2 separate regions of the Mus musculus genome follow, and region 2 is linked to region 1. The links are chromatin contacts, called in public HiChIP or PLAC-seq maps. All regions are on one chromosome and are shown on one strand. Each heading gives the region's core, a stretch centred on a gene start, on an enhancer-like site or on the middle of the called end of the contact. The rest is flanking DNA. Distances are from core to core; before and after follow the strand shown. Region 1 has its middle 20 kb from the start of Gm12596. Region 2 overlaps Ptbp3 (polypyrimidine tract binding protein 3).

The links. HiChIP or PLAC-seq counts read pairs in DNA pulled down with a chosen protein or histone mark.
Region 2: a contact with region 1 is called in an H3K4me3 HiChIP or PLAC-seq map of bone marrow-derived macrophages, with 6 times the contacts expected there. The contact joins two enhancer-like sites. A contact is called at or near these places in 1 of 115 datasets of contacts at active chromatin or transcription factors (bone marrow-derived macrophages) and 2 of 9 other capture datasets (adipose tissue and liver).

Annotation. Positions count from the first base shown.
Region 1 is chr4:59,236,561-59,244,522 of GRCm38.p6, reverse strand. No RefSeq gene overlaps it. Among named protein-coding and RNA genes, the nearest start is that of Gm12596, 20 kb to the left of the region's middle. Within about 2 kb of position 5,107, at least 164 of the 459 cell types and tissues checked have an H3K27ac peak or open chromatin away from gene starts, as enhancers often do. A contact at or near this core is called in bone marrow-derived macrophages, where this site is marked.
Region 2 is chr4:59,470,203-59,478,164 of GRCm38.p6, reverse strand. Ptbp3 (polypyrimidine tract binding protein 3) reads left to right here. Exons shown (of 14, transcript NM_178164.3): 13 at 933-1,010; 14 at 1,150-6,297. The coding sequence ends at 1,282. Among named protein-coding and RNA genes, the nearest start is that of Susd1, 36 kb to the right of the region's middle. Within about 2 kb of position 4,389, at least 2 of the 459 cell types and tissues checked have an H3K27ac peak or open chromatin away from gene starts, as enhancers often do. A contact at or near this core is called in bone marrow-derived macrophages, where this site is marked.

The DNA.
Region 1 (7,962 bases), core at 3,858-6,357:
GAAGCAGTTAGGGAAAGTGATTTTTTAAAAAAAAAAATGAAATTCACTATATAACACTAATGGAGTTGTCTCAGAGAAAAAAGAAAGCGAGAGAGAGTTTTGTTGTGAAATGTAAGTTTTTAGGTAGAATGTGTGGTGGGATTCGGGGGATAGAATACAGTGGAACTTGTGGTCTCTGGAGCTGAGGCACTGAGTTTTCAGGGGAAGTTGAATGGTTAAGTTTGAGGTTCCGTTTGGGTGTAGCACTTCAGTGAAGACATTGAAGTCAGCTAGAGAGACTGAGAACTCCTGAATTGGAAGTAGGTAAGACCGAGTGTGTGAGTCTCTATGGCAGAGTGACACCTTCCTCCCAGCCAGAGGGCAGGCCTTGACATCTACAGCCCTTTCTGCACCAGTGAGGGCACCTGAATTTCAAAAGTACCCTGTGAAACTAGGAGGTAGCCTAATATCTTGTTTCTGCTGATGGACTAGAATACCACAGTAGGGATGCTAATGAACTATTACAGCATAGTAGGGCTAACACAAGGAGTGTTGGGCCTTCCAGCATCATCTGTGGAAAATGACACGGGTCTGCTGTTGCTGCTGTAGTGACATGACCTTGAAGTTGGTGATTTTTTTTTCTTTACAGGTCTGGAGGTTTGAAGTTGGAGATGAGGCGTGCAGGACTAGAGGTTGGGGCTGAATGGCTCTCCTCATGGAGGCCACGAGGATTGTCCTGTCTTGTCCTTTTCCAGCTCAGCAGCCCCCTGCTTTTCTTGTTTCTTGGACATTTGTCTCCGTCTTCAAAATAAGAAGACCGCATCTTCTGTCTCTTTTCCTTGCTTAAAGGACCTGTGGGGTTGTATTGGGCGCTCTTGAGTTAAACAAAACCCCCCACACACAAAACAAAACAGTATATGGTCTTACGTAAAGCCTTTATTTAGCTGGCTTAATTCCATCTGTGACCCTAATTCTTCTTTGTTATATGATATGACATCTTCACATCTCCTCCTTATTAGAAGGTTAGAATGTGTTCTCTTAGTTGGGGTGTGGGGTGTTATCCTGCCTAACATTTAGGGAGATTTTGTTTCAATGTAACAAGGCAAAAAGATGATTATCTTTATTTTCTTGTATTTTTTTTTTATCAAGTAGAAAGATTTTTGTGTCCAAAAGAGAAGGATCAACCCTGGTTAAAATCAAACTTCAAAACTGAATAAAGAGGCCAAGCACGCCAACAGGCAGCATGCAGATGAAGGTGGTTCTCGGCAAATTCCAGGCCATCTTCCACTAGCTTAGTTTATTCAGCTAGTTCCAGGATAGCTAGGTAGGGGTGTGTGTGTGTGTATGTGTGTGAGAGAGAGAGAGAGAGAGAGAGTGTGTGTGTGTGTGTGTGTGTGTGTGAGAGAGTATGTGTGTGTGTGAGAGAGTATGTGTGTGTATGTGTGTGTGTGTGTGTGTGTGTGTATGTGTGTGTGTGTATGAGAGAGAGTGTGTGTATGTGTGTGTGTGAGTGTGTGTGTATGTGTGGTGTGTGTGTATGAGAGAGAGAGAGAGAGAGAGAGAGAAAGTGTGTGTGCTTAGCTATACAGACAGGTGCAGAACCACAGGATTAAGTTTGGCTGTACTCCTCAAACACCTTCTGTTTGGTTTGAGATTTTGAGGCAAGGTCTCTAAACTACCTATTCTGGCTGATCTGGCTGACCACTAAGAGCACGGGGCACACATGTCTACCTTCCCAGCACCAAGGCTATAGGTGCACATCCGAATCATCAGGCCCAGATTTTTCTGTGGGGATCCAGGCTCAGACCCTCGTGTATATCATTACTTGCTGTTCCCCCCCACCCAGAACCTGGGTTACTGTCTTAAAGGAGTTTGGTATGACTGCATCACTAACCTATAATAACCTCCACAAGCTTTGCTGGGGCAGAGATCGCCCATGAATCACCTGTACATTATCAGTGGTGTGTTGCAATCGACGCATGCTCCATCACATGAGCTGATTGTGCACATACATCTCTTTCCAACTCCATGTTCAATGATGCCATATTGGTAGTTTGGAATCCTCCATGTTGGCAGTAGTACTTTATAGAAATCAGGAGACAGTGTAAACCAGGGCCTTCCCCCTGGGCTGTTAAACATTTACCACCACAGCATTGCCTGCTCTGCAAGTATCTAGTACAGTGCCAAGACACAGCAGGTACTAGATAAATGTTTGCTCAGGAAATAATAACTTGAATAAGACAGGAAACAAAGTCTTCTACAATAAAATTGAGATTAAATACAGATATACTAGCTGGGTGGTAGCACAAAATAATTTTAGGAAAGAGGGGGGGAGGGGGAGGGAGAGAGAGAGGGAGAGGGAGAGAGAGAGAGAGAGAGAGAGAGAGAGAGAGAGAGAGAGAGATTCATTATCAAGTCAGAGAGGAGAATTTTCTAAGGGTGGACACAGAGTCTGGTCTTGAGAATTTTGCACAATTCTTTGCCTTCGTGAGAGAATGAATGTATTGTGTCCTATGAAAAAGTCTTCACCACCTGAATGACGAATGAAATTAAGCCAGATGAAATCTCACAGGCACAAGTATGAAGTCCTGTTCTAGGACTGAATAGGAATGAAACCAGCACAGGTTGTAAGGATAGAGGGACGCAGGGATGAGGGTGTAGCCTGGCTGCATGAGTGTGACAGACACAGGTGAAGAAGCTCAGAGCACAATGTGCAAGTGCCCACAGATGAACGTCTGGGGGGAGTGACCAGATGCAGAACCTACTGTGTGGGGCCAACTAGAACAAGTTGTGAATGCTTTCTCTGGAGAAAGGAGGACTTTAAGGAACACCCTATCGACACCAAGTATTGTGTCATCTAGACAGGGCCATGACCATACCCAACTTTAGGGGGCCCTTGAGGAGAGCAACAGCCAGAGAAGCGTTTAGTTGGCATTCGGAAAGCAGCGCCCCTGTGAATGGGAGGAGCTCCCAGGAACTGTATGTATCTCAGGAGGCATCTCAGGACTCCTGAAAAGAAGTTCCTTAAGCTTGGATGGATTGAAGCAGAGGTGGATTGTCAAGTGCCCTGGCTGTGCAATGGGAGATTCTTGAAACGGAAAAACTGCAGGAGGGCTTGTTATGCTTTGTGGGTGACTAACAGACTTGCAACTATTTAAAAATTATTTTTATGTTTATTTTATGTGAGTGTGTGCCTGCATGTATGTATATGTAGTACCCATGGAGGCCAGAAGAGGGAGTCCCATCCCCTGCAACTAGAGCTAGAGATGGTTGTGAGTCACCCCATATGGGTGTTGGGAACTGAAACCCAGGACCTCTGCAAGATCAGCGAGTGTTCTTAATCACTGAGGGATCTTTCCAGCCTTCCACCCCACGCCCTGAACTTCCAACTCGGAAGTTCCCTAATCTCAGGAATGGCAATAATCACTCAGGGGGCTCATGCTTGTGCCAAGTATTGAGTTAGGTGCTTCACATGGCTGGCTGAGGCTAAGGTTCAAAACAATGTGTCAAAGTGCATATTGTTATCCTTAACTTAGAGGTGAAGAAATGGAGACTCGGAGATTAATTGTTCATAGTCATCCAGAAATGGGGATAGGGTTTGTGCTTGGAAACACGTGACTCCTGGATGCTTCTGGAGCACTGTGGGAGGGGGGACTGACGATTCTCCCCCTCTCCCAGTGTTGTTAGCAGTACGGTGCCAGTCAATATCAGACCCACACTCAAGGAGACTTGTGGGAAGAGGCAGGCTGGGAAGGAGATAGAGCCATAGCGTCCGATGCTGTCTGGTGAGTGGTGGGTATCTCACCCACCAAGTCCGTCATACCCTTTGAGCTTTGATGCTAGGATTGAAGATCTCCTCTAGGATCTAGGGTGGATCCTCTGTAGGATTAGAATATTACTCTGCTCCATCCCTTGGACTGTCGTCAGAAATTCACAGTCCTCTCAGGAGAATGACACTCCCGAAGAATAGACACTTAACCGGGCCTGCCTCTTTAGATGAAAGGAGGTGAGCCGGAGTCCGTCTTACCCCACCACCATGATGATGTGACTTGGTCCTGATGTTGACTCTGCGGATGCATAACCACCCCCAGGATTGCTCACGCGGAGTCACTGTCAGAGCAGGTTTCCTGGGAGCAGCAGGGGAGCTGACGTAGGAATCATGATCTTTGAATCACCCATTTATTACATAACTAATCGGTACCACAGAGCTTGGGTGTTCACTGTATGGCGCCATAGGCTGGGGCCACACCTCTTCATTGCTGGAATAGCTTGCCTGGCTGGCTCCCGAAGCATTTAAAGATACTGGCTTACCTGCAAGAACTAGTGTCTTCCCTCTTGCCTAAGATGGCCATTTCCTACCTGCTGGTAATGTCTCTCTACAGTGTGAGAATGTGCTTGTGGGCTAGTGTCGTACAATGAGAAATTCCTTTGGATTTCTCTGGAGCCACCCTTACTGACAATGCCTCATACACCTAGAACCACCCTCTGCCCATTATCAGAGGGCGAACTCCTCTTATCCCTTCTTATCCCATTGCACAGTGCACCCTCTACCTGCATGAGATGCCTGCCCTTTTCTCTAGGACCCTGTTACTAAATGTCATCTTTCTGAACATCTGGCAGGTATGGGTTGATGGTACGTCATGGAAAGGCTGAGGGAGGCTGGCTCTCTGAATCACAAACCCAAGGGCTGAGGAGGAAGCCTGCACTGGGCTCCTGTCCTCTACTGTCACAGAGACAAGCGAGTTCTAAAGCCCCTCTTACTACAGAATTTGCTTCTGCCTGTGACAGTAGCTGGAGACAGTTCCCGATGGTGCATTATGCTCTGGGGTTTCAAGTTCGACAGTATTAAATGCCTCTACGACCAGGGTAACCTGAGAGATGGCCTTTTAATCACTTCTTGCTCAATGTCTCATATTACATAGTCACAGAACTCCCAGCCTAGGTCTTTGTCAGATGGGCTGAACAATTGGTGAATAGTTCGAGTGCTTAACCTGCAATCCGTAAGAGTCGGGAGGCGTTCTCTGTGGCGTTCTATTGGGAAAATGAGAGGAGAGCTGACAGGGGAGATACCGCCTCTTTACTCATTCTCAACCGAGACAGGCTTGCTGGCTGGAACATGAGTCATCTCCTGTCACCTGATGTAGAGAATTCCAAAGAACTCTACTTCCTCATTATGTCATTGGTTCTGGACACTCCAGGGAGAAGAATTAAAAAAAAAAAAAAAAACAAAAAACAAAAAAAAAACAGAGGTTTGCTAATGGCTGGAATATACCTGCCAAACAACTTCCTAGGAGTGAAGAGGTTAGGTCAAAAGGCATGTACATTTGTACTTTGGGTCCTGTCTGTGACACGTTTTAGGCCCACCAGCAGTGTAGATGGACAACTGTTTTTCTACACCTTTGCAAGTAAAATGTGCCTTTAAACTTGGCTCGTTTTCTAAGTGGAAATAAAAGAGTTGACAACGAACCAGGACGGTGACAGGGGACACTCACTGGATACTGTCTGGAAGAGGAAACCCGGCTTCTGTAACTGTTGTCCTGGAGTTTACTCCTGCTGCTCTGGATCTTAAGGACAGAATAGGGTAGAGGTGGGGAAGATGGGGCAGAGAACAATAAGGGGATGAGGCAAGACGGGAAACAGAAAGCAAACAGAAGGGATGAAGAGAAAGAGGAAGAGGAGCAACAGAGAACTGGACGAACCAGGACAGAGGGCAGGAAGTTGCAGTCCTTGGCACCCCAGTCACACTTCTGCCTTCTCTGTACTCACTGACCTCACCCCGCCTGGGCACACATTTCTACCAGGCACCCCACTTCCTCTAAGCAAGCGGTCATGTCACACATAGCTCAGTTCTCCTGCCATTCTCAGACCTCTGGTTATGGAAACATCTGATGTCCAAGAAATCTCTGCTAGCAATTTTGCCAAGAAAAGAAGTTCAGAGTCATATATTGCAGTGTGTCACACAGTGCACCCTTTTGTACACATATCTTTACTTGCAAATGTTTATTGCAATGAGCCATTGGTCTGTTTCAAGGCTTCTGGCTTCAGATTTTTGTTTGTTTGTTTGTTTTATTTTATTTTATTTTATGGTAGGGGAGGTTGCAAAAGTGGAAGGTGGATACAAAGGGATGGGGAGATGAGTGGTATTGGGGTGCATGATGTAAAATTCATGAAGAATCCATACAATGGGTTTTTTAAAAAGTATTTAACAAACTGAGTCAAGATAGGATGTCCAGTATTCATAAGCTGTAATACATGCTAGTTTGGAGTTTCATGATAGCAGTGGTTTTTGGTCCCTTGTGCTCCTGTAAGCAATTCCTTCTTCCATATGCTGGTAAGCAACTCCAGTAAAACTTATTGGTTGGAGAAAGAAGGAGGAGAAGAAGGAGGAGGAGGAGGAGGAGAAGGAGGAGGAGGAAGAAGAGGAGGAGGAGGGGAGGGGAGGAGGGGAGGGGAGGAGGAAGAGGAGGGAGAAGAGGAGAAGAAGAGGAGGAAGAGAAGAGGGGGGAAAGAAGAGGAGGAAGGAGGAGGAGAAGAAGAAGAGGAAGAGGAATAAGATATGTTCAGAGGGAAGGTGAGGTTTCCAAAGCTGTGGCCAGCTAACATGGGATGTGAGAAATGATCACACAAAGTCTGGTCCTAATACCATTCCTGTGCTAATAGTGAGGAATTAAAAACTAACTACTAGTCAGGACAGAAGAGATGGTCAAGTCGGTGAAGGAGCCTTCAGCCACGTTGATGACCTGAGTTTGATCTCTAGACCCACATGGTGGACAGAAATGACTCCCACAAGTTGTCCTCTGATCTCTACACACATACCACATGCATCCACATATACATACATACAAGATAAACACATTATAAAAACTATGGACTCAAAACCTTTGATAGATATGTATGTTATGCATAGTACAGTTGCCAAGGGGAAAACTGATGTCTTTGATGTCTTTGGGGCACAAAGAGGCTTCTCCACATCACCCCAAGGGTTAGTAGTTTATGAAGCTATCTGTAAGGAAGGCCCATGCCACCAGGAACTAGAGCCAATAACCTCACCCTGACCTAGAACACAGACCTACTGACTAGAAGACAGCAGTGGAGCTATGGTGGGTCCTGTATCTGAGTGGTCTCTACAGTTGAGGCTATACAGCTTCCCCATCATTTTGGTCTGACTCTTCCATCTTTTCTGAAACTACCCACCGCTCTACCTGTCCGAGGTTCTTTCCTCTCCACCCCACCTTACACCATCCACTCACGCATGGCTGTTGTACTAGGTCTTTCCATGTTGACCTGTGGTTGGTGTCTGCATGCCCCTTCAACCACATCTTTGGATAGCACATTTAAATGTAGTCTGCATTGCCTCCAAAATCTGAAATCTTATCAAATAATACACCTCCTTCTTAATGGTAGGAATCCCAAGGTACTTCTTCACTGAAGACGAGAACTCAAACCCTGGACTTCACCAGACAATCTATGCTTCAGTGAGCTCATAGGCTTGGGCATTTTCAGAGGACACATGCCTCTTGCTCCTAGCTCTTATACCCTGGAGCATCTAAAACATGACCTAAACCAGGCAATGGTGGCCCACGCCTTTAATTCCAGCACTTGGGAGGCAGAGGCAGGCAGATTTCTGAGTTCAAGGCCAGCCTGGTCTACGGAGTGAGTTCCAGGACAGCCAGGGCTACACAGAGAAACCCTGTCTCGACACCCCCCCCAGCCCCCCTCAAAAAAAAAGCCATGACCTAGATGCTGGCACCCAGTCCTGTTAAGTTTGCTGTCTTGATGGGCTGGCATCAGGTTCTGGGAAATAGAGAGGAAGAGAGGTGTGGCCTAAAACCTGGAGCAGGACAGAGGAGATAAATTTCCCAGGCAAGATGGGGAAGGGTACAATTGTACCCACCAAATGGGAACAAACTACAACCAACACTGTCTTGTTGACTAGGCAAAAACCACTTCCGCAATCAAAGATGCTTACCAGAGATGAGAAAA
Region 2 (7,962 bases), core at 3,140-5,639, 230 kb before region 1:
AGGGGGCAGAGGCAGGTGGATTTTTGAATTCGAGGCCAGCCTAGTCTACAAAGTGAGTTCCAGGACAGCCAGAGCTATACAGAGAAACCCTGTCTCGAAAAAAACAAAAAACAAAACAAAAAGGATATACAAATGAGAGGGAATACGGTGTAAGCACAGCTGTTTCCTTGAAGAACTATTGATTATTTTCCATCATGTGACTCTGTAATAGATCATGTCATGTTAGTTATTATAGCACTATATAACACTACTCCCAAACACCACATAATAGTAAATATTTCTTATCTCATACTTTTAATCAGGAATGTAGAGGTGGCTCAACTGGTGATCTCTGAGTATGTTTCATAAGGCTGTGGTCAGAATGCCAGGCAAAGGAGTACCAGAGGATATAGCTCAGTGGTAGAGCTTGTACTTAACATGTAGTTAACTTAACATGTAGTTAAACTCTGGGTTCAGTTCTTGACACATACTGCTGTCTCTGATATCCTAAGGGCTCCAGAGGACTTGTTACAGTATGAGAGGATAGCCAGGATGTAAATATTTGGAAGTAAGTCATTAGAGATCATCTCAGAGATTGGCTATCCCATACACATTCTGAAACCTTGAAAACTATAGAAAGTGTATAATTCTAGGCTATAGCAGGTAAGCCAGAGCTGGGTATGTAGCTTTGTTATTACTTGTGTTAATTACTAATGCCAGTAGTGTGAGAATAATAATCATTTTGAAAAAATAGCTATGGCTGTTATTTTTAGTTTTGCCTTTATATACTTTTCACCATCTCCAGATATGTATATATCAGTCTTGACTGTTCTGAGGTTCAGAATACATTGTTGGGGATATAAAGTATGCTAGAGATTTGATGACAGTCTAAGTTCATCCTTGATTTGTTTGCAAGTGGGGCTAATATAGTTGACACTCTGATATTTTCACAGTCCTTCTGTCACAATGGATGACCTGAAGAACCTGTTCACAGAAGCTGGATGCTCAGTGAAGGCTTTTAAGTTCTTCCAGTAAGTCCTTGCTTTCTAAAGTAACATTTTATTTAACATGGATTGCTACTTTTTTTTAAAGTAGTTTAGCAAAGTCCAAAGGAAGGGAAGATTTAAAAGCAACATTAATTCTAAGTATTTGTGTATTTTGTCATTTTAGGAAAGACCGTAAGATGGCTCTCATTCAGTTGGGATCTGTGGAAGAAGCAATCCAGGCTCTTATTGAGCTTCACAATCATGACCTTGGAGAGAATCACCACCTCAGAGTTTCCTTCTCAAAATCCACCATCTGACCTTCCCGTGAAATTGTCTCCTTATACTGGACCACAGTTTCTGTAAGATCTTCAGGCACAGACTGAAGCAGCTCAAGACCATTTCTGCCTCTTCACAAAATAACTCTTCGGGAATTTGATATTCGAGAACAGTCAAAACAAGAGAGAGTCCTTTTCTTCCTCTCGTTTTCCCCAACAGTGTATGATCAAAAGTTTGCTTTGCCTTTGTATTGTGGTTTCTATGAAAATAACTTTCGGGGGGAAAAAATCAGGAAAATCTTTTTAAAATAATTTAATTCCCTGAATGAGATTTAAAAAGGACAGAGTTTCTTTCTGTTTGGGTCCAGAGCAGCCTTACATGACATTTCTAAACTCCTTTGTACTTTGAGAAATTTAAACATACAGACTTTTACAATTTCTTGATGTAATTTAAATCACCTACAACCAAGTTTTTTTAACTTTATGATTCAGAAGTTTCCCTGTAGAAAATGACATTCATTCACTTATAAAAATTATACCAGATATTTGCATCTATTGATAGTTATTATACATAACTACATGGAGATATATTGGAAACAGGTTTATAAACGTGCATGCTTTCTTTCAGATTTCTTTTTTCCCCCCACTGTAGCACACTCCTTTAAATAATGTCCATCTTCTCTTTTTAAGACCATTTGGAAAAGCAAAGTGTTGCAGTTGTCCCCAGGGAAACAGAAGTGAAATTCAGCCTGGATCTTTTACAATATCAGCATAATTAGTCATTTTAGGAAAAAAAATCATGTTTTAAATTTCAAAATGACACTGTCTAGTAATGTAATGTGATCTTGGAAAATTTTAAAAGAAAAATAATCCTACTTTTTTATAATTGTTTTCAGAAAAAAAGTTTACAGTCTTAAGGAAAAATATTCAGGTCTATCATATGGTTTGACAGATTTTTTAAAAGTTATTTTTGGTAAGGTCTTCTTTTAGAAAAAAAAATCTCAAGGGTTTTTTGTACCACTATAATCTCTAATACTCAGAATTACTGTGTATTTACTTAATTTCTTATTATGTGCCTTATTATGTGCTTAAGATACAATAGATTAGAATTTTATCTAAATATCTAGAAAGATAAATTGTGGGCTTGGTGAGCATTCTGTTATTTTTTCCTGTCTTGGATTTTAAGGGTTTTGGTTGTTTTTGTTTTGTTTTTTTCTTTTTTTCTCGTTGCAATTTTAAGTGGTTTTCAATAAGTAATAGTTTCTACTCAGATTTTTGGTGCTTTGGGATAGTGGTGGGATAGAGAAGGGTGAGTGGATTGGGAATAAATAACTCAGTGTGCACCTGTAGGCCTCTCTAGGTTGGCTGCCGCCAGCCGTCAGGGAAGTCTGAGCTGTAGACCTGCAGACTCGGATCTCTGTCTGTCTGCCTTCACTGCCCGTTAGATTTTGTCTCAGGATTACTTGATTCCTTCTCAGCACTCAAGTGAGAACCTGATTTTCTCTGTTAATGCGACTTCATTACAGATAGCCCACATATTTGGAGTATGAGAAAGTGGGTTATTTTTTTATATTCTGACCCTCTTACTTTTTTGGTTGAATGTAAAAAGTACATATTAATGTTGCTTCAATGATTGTGTCATGTAAAATTACTTTTTAATATGAAACTGCTTTTGTTAATTATTTCTTCAATGCGTGATTGGCTTTTAAAATACAGAATTTGTCAGAGGAATCAATTTTGTCCACCCCTTCTCACTTTTAATAATCTCAGAGTGGATCATCTCATCTTTTTAAAATATCTCAGTCTTTACTTTCAGCCATTAATTTGAACATTCTTTTAAAAAAAAAAAAGAATGAAGGAAAGAAAAAAATTGTATAAGCTGAAAGATAATTATAGGTTGAAGTCAAATCAGAATTCCCTCAATACAGAGCAACTATTGGTAGGCTAGGCAGGGAAATGCTAGATTGGGACGTTTCAGATGGGTTACCTTCATGTTGGTTGAATAGTTAGGTATGATGATTTTCCAGTGGGTGTTTTCCCACTTACATCTGAGGTGTATTTTCACCTGAATACTGAATAAGGGAGGGAAAAAATTAGGACTGTCTCCCCAAATTTGCTTTTTTTTCCCCTCACACAGACATTATCTTAATTTTCAGTGGCATTTTAAATTGGATTGCTTCCTTTATTTTGAGTTGGGAACTACTATGTAATTTATTAATTCATGGCACTCATATCATCCAGCATAAGTGTAGCAAAAGTTTTTGAGAATAGAAGGGAAATCATACTGGTGTTGAATGTAATTCTGAAGTAGGGATGGCCTTTAAATATGAGAGAGAACATTGAAATCCTTTTCAGGGATTTGTGTAGATATGTGTGCGTGTGTATGTGTGTGTATAAATAAGTGTATATACATACATATACTCTTTTAATGTTATATATACATGTGCACATTACATACATTTTAATTTATTGACAAAATTAACAGTGATTTGGGAACGTAAGATATGCTTGTTTTAAAAGAGCATGTTTGAAGCCATCAGATTGTGTCTAAAATTAGCTGTAGCATATGGATGCTGTCCATATTTGAGCTCTTTACTGTTTATTATAGAGGTCTACAATATTTGTGTTGGCATAGTTTTAAATATCAGGGTGGTGGGAAAATTCGATCTGTGTATTTTTATTTTAGCATGCAGTATTCAGTATCTTTTAAGCAGTGGTTAATTTGTGCTGTTGATGCCTTGCTGAGTTAATCTACTTTATTTTTCACTTTTCAAGGTATCCTGACTTTTACAAAGCATATATATTCAGGACTTAGAAAATAGCAGTACACATTTAATAATAGAGTTATATATCAAGATGTTTTACTTTGGGATTTAGATGTGTTTTGTGACAGATGAGAATATACAAGTCATGCATTCTCTTAATTGACAATTTGTTAGAATTTCAGGATTACCTGGTATCCCCATAGAATGTTATGCGATCTTTGGGACTAAATACTACAAGCAGCTCTTTGTAGCAGTGTTTGCACTGAATGTTTTAGAGTCATGGTTGCTGTCTTTTTAGTTCCTTCTTTGTCTTTTCCTACTGTGGTGATTAAGGGTCCTGTTGTGGTTTTGGAATTAGCCCTTATGATCCAGGCATAGTAGCACACAGCTGCAATTGAAGCACTGGAGGAAACTGATGGTTGTGACTTTAAACCCAGCCTGGACTGCAGACCATGCTCCATGCTAGTCTTGCTAAGATCCTGTGTCCTTCCCTTTCCCCAGTTAATCTACTATCAACTTTAAAGTCTTCATGTCATCAAGCAGAGCATTTACTTGAGTATATTATCGTGCAGTTCCTCATCTAGTCCCATAATGATCTTTTGTGCCTCAGTGAATCTACTTGTAAACTCCAAGCTTATCTCTTAGAAAACCCAGTGTGTACTGCTATTTTTAGAACCAAAAAGCATGACTATGATTGGAGCATTTTTCTCAGCCTTTCCTTTGTCTTGATCTATTGTCAATTCGAATAAAACTGCCAGACTTAAAATACTCACTATCGTGCTAAAACAAACAGTTTAGATTGTACATAACTTTGCAGTGTAACTCAGCTGTCTCCTTAAGGATTGTGTTAGATATAAGACTGTTTGCAGTCCTTTTTTCAGAGCAAATCCTAACAGGTACTTGTGAATTGTTTTAAAAATAGAAAATTACAGAAATCTTAATTTGGGGTGGGAGCTTAAAGGGAGAAAAACAAAACAGGACCAAAGTTTATGTGCCTTCTTCAGTAGTCTTAATTGACCTTTTCCTATTTGAGACTAAGGTAGCACTGGTATTTTGGTTTTCAGGAAATATCTACTATATAGATTAAGAGACTATTGTCCCTCAAACTGGTCATACAAGTGACTAGTTATGACTGAGTTAAAAAGTCAGCTACACTTATGCCTTCAGCATTATGTGTTACCAGTTGAAGAGCAGAACTGCTCTCGGTCTTTATGGTAGTCACCGTAGCTTTCGCAGCTTGTCAGGGGCCTTGGTGTTGATAGCAGTCATAACCGAAAGCTGCTCATAGCAAATTTCACTTCACACTGTCAGCAGAGGTTTGTTGGTATGTCCTTTGTAAGAACAGGTATTTTAGGTAGGAGGTTTTTGGTTTTGTTTTTGTTTTGGCGTCTTTAAGACTATCATCCTCTAGTCTTTTTTGTTTCTTGGTTGTCTTTTGTTATTTGTTTTTTTCCTTGCCACTCATTGTTACCCAGATCTTTAAAAACACATCCCATATCCAGGAAGTACTAATCACCAAGATTGCTGACCACACCAAGTTTTACACTGAAGTTTCACCTCATTGCTCTGACCAAAGACTGCTTGTTCTGGTTTTAACTCAAAGGTGAAGCATTTTCCCTGAGCTCTTTCCTAAAAGATCCCATGCAGAGCGGCCTTGACTTTTCCTTTCCTATTGGTGAATAGACTACTTAGAGAAAATGGGAGTTGACCATGAACAGAGCGAGACAGAAGGATGGACGGTTGTTTTCAGAACTGTATTTGAGGAAGGAATAGCACAGCTAGACGCCTCGAACATTGTCTAATGTTTTACATGGTCTGTTCATAAAATTCCCTTTTCTGTTTGTAAGGATGTTCATCTAACAGAAGAAAATGCTGTAAATATTTGTAACAACATTTTTTAAACCAGGCCAAAAAGAAAAAAAAAAAAGGTTTTCGGGAACAAGTTAACATATAAAGTGGTTTTATATAAAACAGCGATTGTCTTGTATATTTTGATAAGCAGCAGTACCAGATTTCATTTGTAATACAGTTTGTGGTATTGGAAGAAAAGGATTCTGTGATTGTCTAAGTGAATTATGTTATAAATGCAAAGAGGAGAAAATATTAAAAAACGTATTTTCTAACTGTGTAGTGCATGGTTAATTCAAGCTTCTGTACACTACAATATTGATTCCGCTTCCCTTAGGTTTGTATATTTGATAACTGTTCCTTGGAATCTCAGCCTCTTTTCCTAACACATATAGCATTGTAGCATGCCTTTTAATAAATGTCATGGCATCTGTACTCTCTTAAGGTTTTTCTGTGTTCTTGTCTGTACTTTGGGTTCCCTTTTGTCTTACCTGTAATCCCAATGATGTCATTTGTTTTGTTTTGTTTTGTTTTCCCCATGGCTATCCATCTCAAGTTGTCACACTGGATAGTAGATACTTTAACAACTTTAAACGCCGGGCATTTAAAGAAGAAAAGCCAAAGTCATCTATTCTTTAGGTATAATTCTCATTTTTAATGAAAAAAGCACTTCCCTGTTTTTAAAACATACTGCTTTGTCAGGCATCCTCCATTGCACATATAAATCAGTGTACTCCAAGGCTCCTCCCCTCCTTTCCCCTTTGTATCCAGGGAGGCATGGAGGATATGACCTTCAGTGAGTTGGAGTCCTTTTGAGTTCAGTTGCTAGCTGGCCATATATTGCTTCACTCCAGACAAACACTGGAGTTCAGGAGTCCTGAAGAGTCATGTCTGTTTTACTCAAAATCTCTAGAAAGTGGGCATTTATTTTTAGCACAAAAGGAAATTTTACAACACTGCTCATTACCTACAGCTTACCCATAGGATCTATTATTCACTTAAATGTTACTAAATAACAATTTCAGTAAAAAGGGGCAGAAGAAAAAGATAACCCTATAACCAAATGAAACTTTGATCAGTTGATTAACTGAAATGTGTACAGCAGAGGGCATAGGGTTATCACCAAGAGCTGTGCCAGTTTTAACATGACAACTAAGAGACCATGCTTCAGTTTTCAGTTGATTGCAGTTCTCTTTACCTTTACTGCCTGCTACACGTAAGTGCTATGGTTTTATATTCCCAAGCACAGATAACAGCAGGATTGTGAAGGTCCATCCACAGTGATAGGGGGATGGGATGGACAGGGCTTATGTCCTCTTTACCAAGCCCAACTTAAAAGACACTGGGTATCTTTTAAAGACGACAGTGTGCTGGGAGCATTTTGCTAAAAAATTTAAGCTGACTATATAGTTTGGCAAACCTAGCCCTTTAAAAAGTTCATTCCTTGCAGTTATAGGGCCTGAAAATTCAAGTTGTTTTTCAACTTCAGTGGGAATTTGACACCATTTCTCTTCATGTGCAGTTTTTCTTCTGATACTACCTGTCTTGCTGTGTAGATCTTGTGGTCTTTGTGTGCCTCCCTTTGGTTCTCTTCCCTTGTGTTTGTCCTAATCTTACAGGGCAAGCAAACTTGGTGTAGTGGCACATGCCTGTAGTCCCAGCACTGCAGAAGTAGAGACAGGAGGGAGGATCACTTGGGTTCCACTCAGAGATGATGTTTCAAAGCAACAGAACAGGCATAATTAAGCCCAACCATACCATCTCACCTTGCTTTATCTACTATAGGCCTTGTCTCTAAATACAGTGTGAGATGTGGGGAGTTAGACTTCAAATGTGAGTTGGAATGAGGGGTACACAGTTCAGCCCACAGCACTGTGGAATAGGAATTACTCAGCAACTTACACTGCTTATGCCAACAGTTGAGTTGCATGCTGGGAAAGTAAACATTAAATGCATGTGACTTTTGGGAGAATGCAGTATAGTGGCCATAAAGACCATCTAATTTTAAATCATACCTTTGAATTTCTGCCTCTAAAGTTCCAAAGCTGGATGGTGTAGCTGCTATTCTGCCAAAATAAATACTGCTGAAGCTGCCATACAACTAGTGAT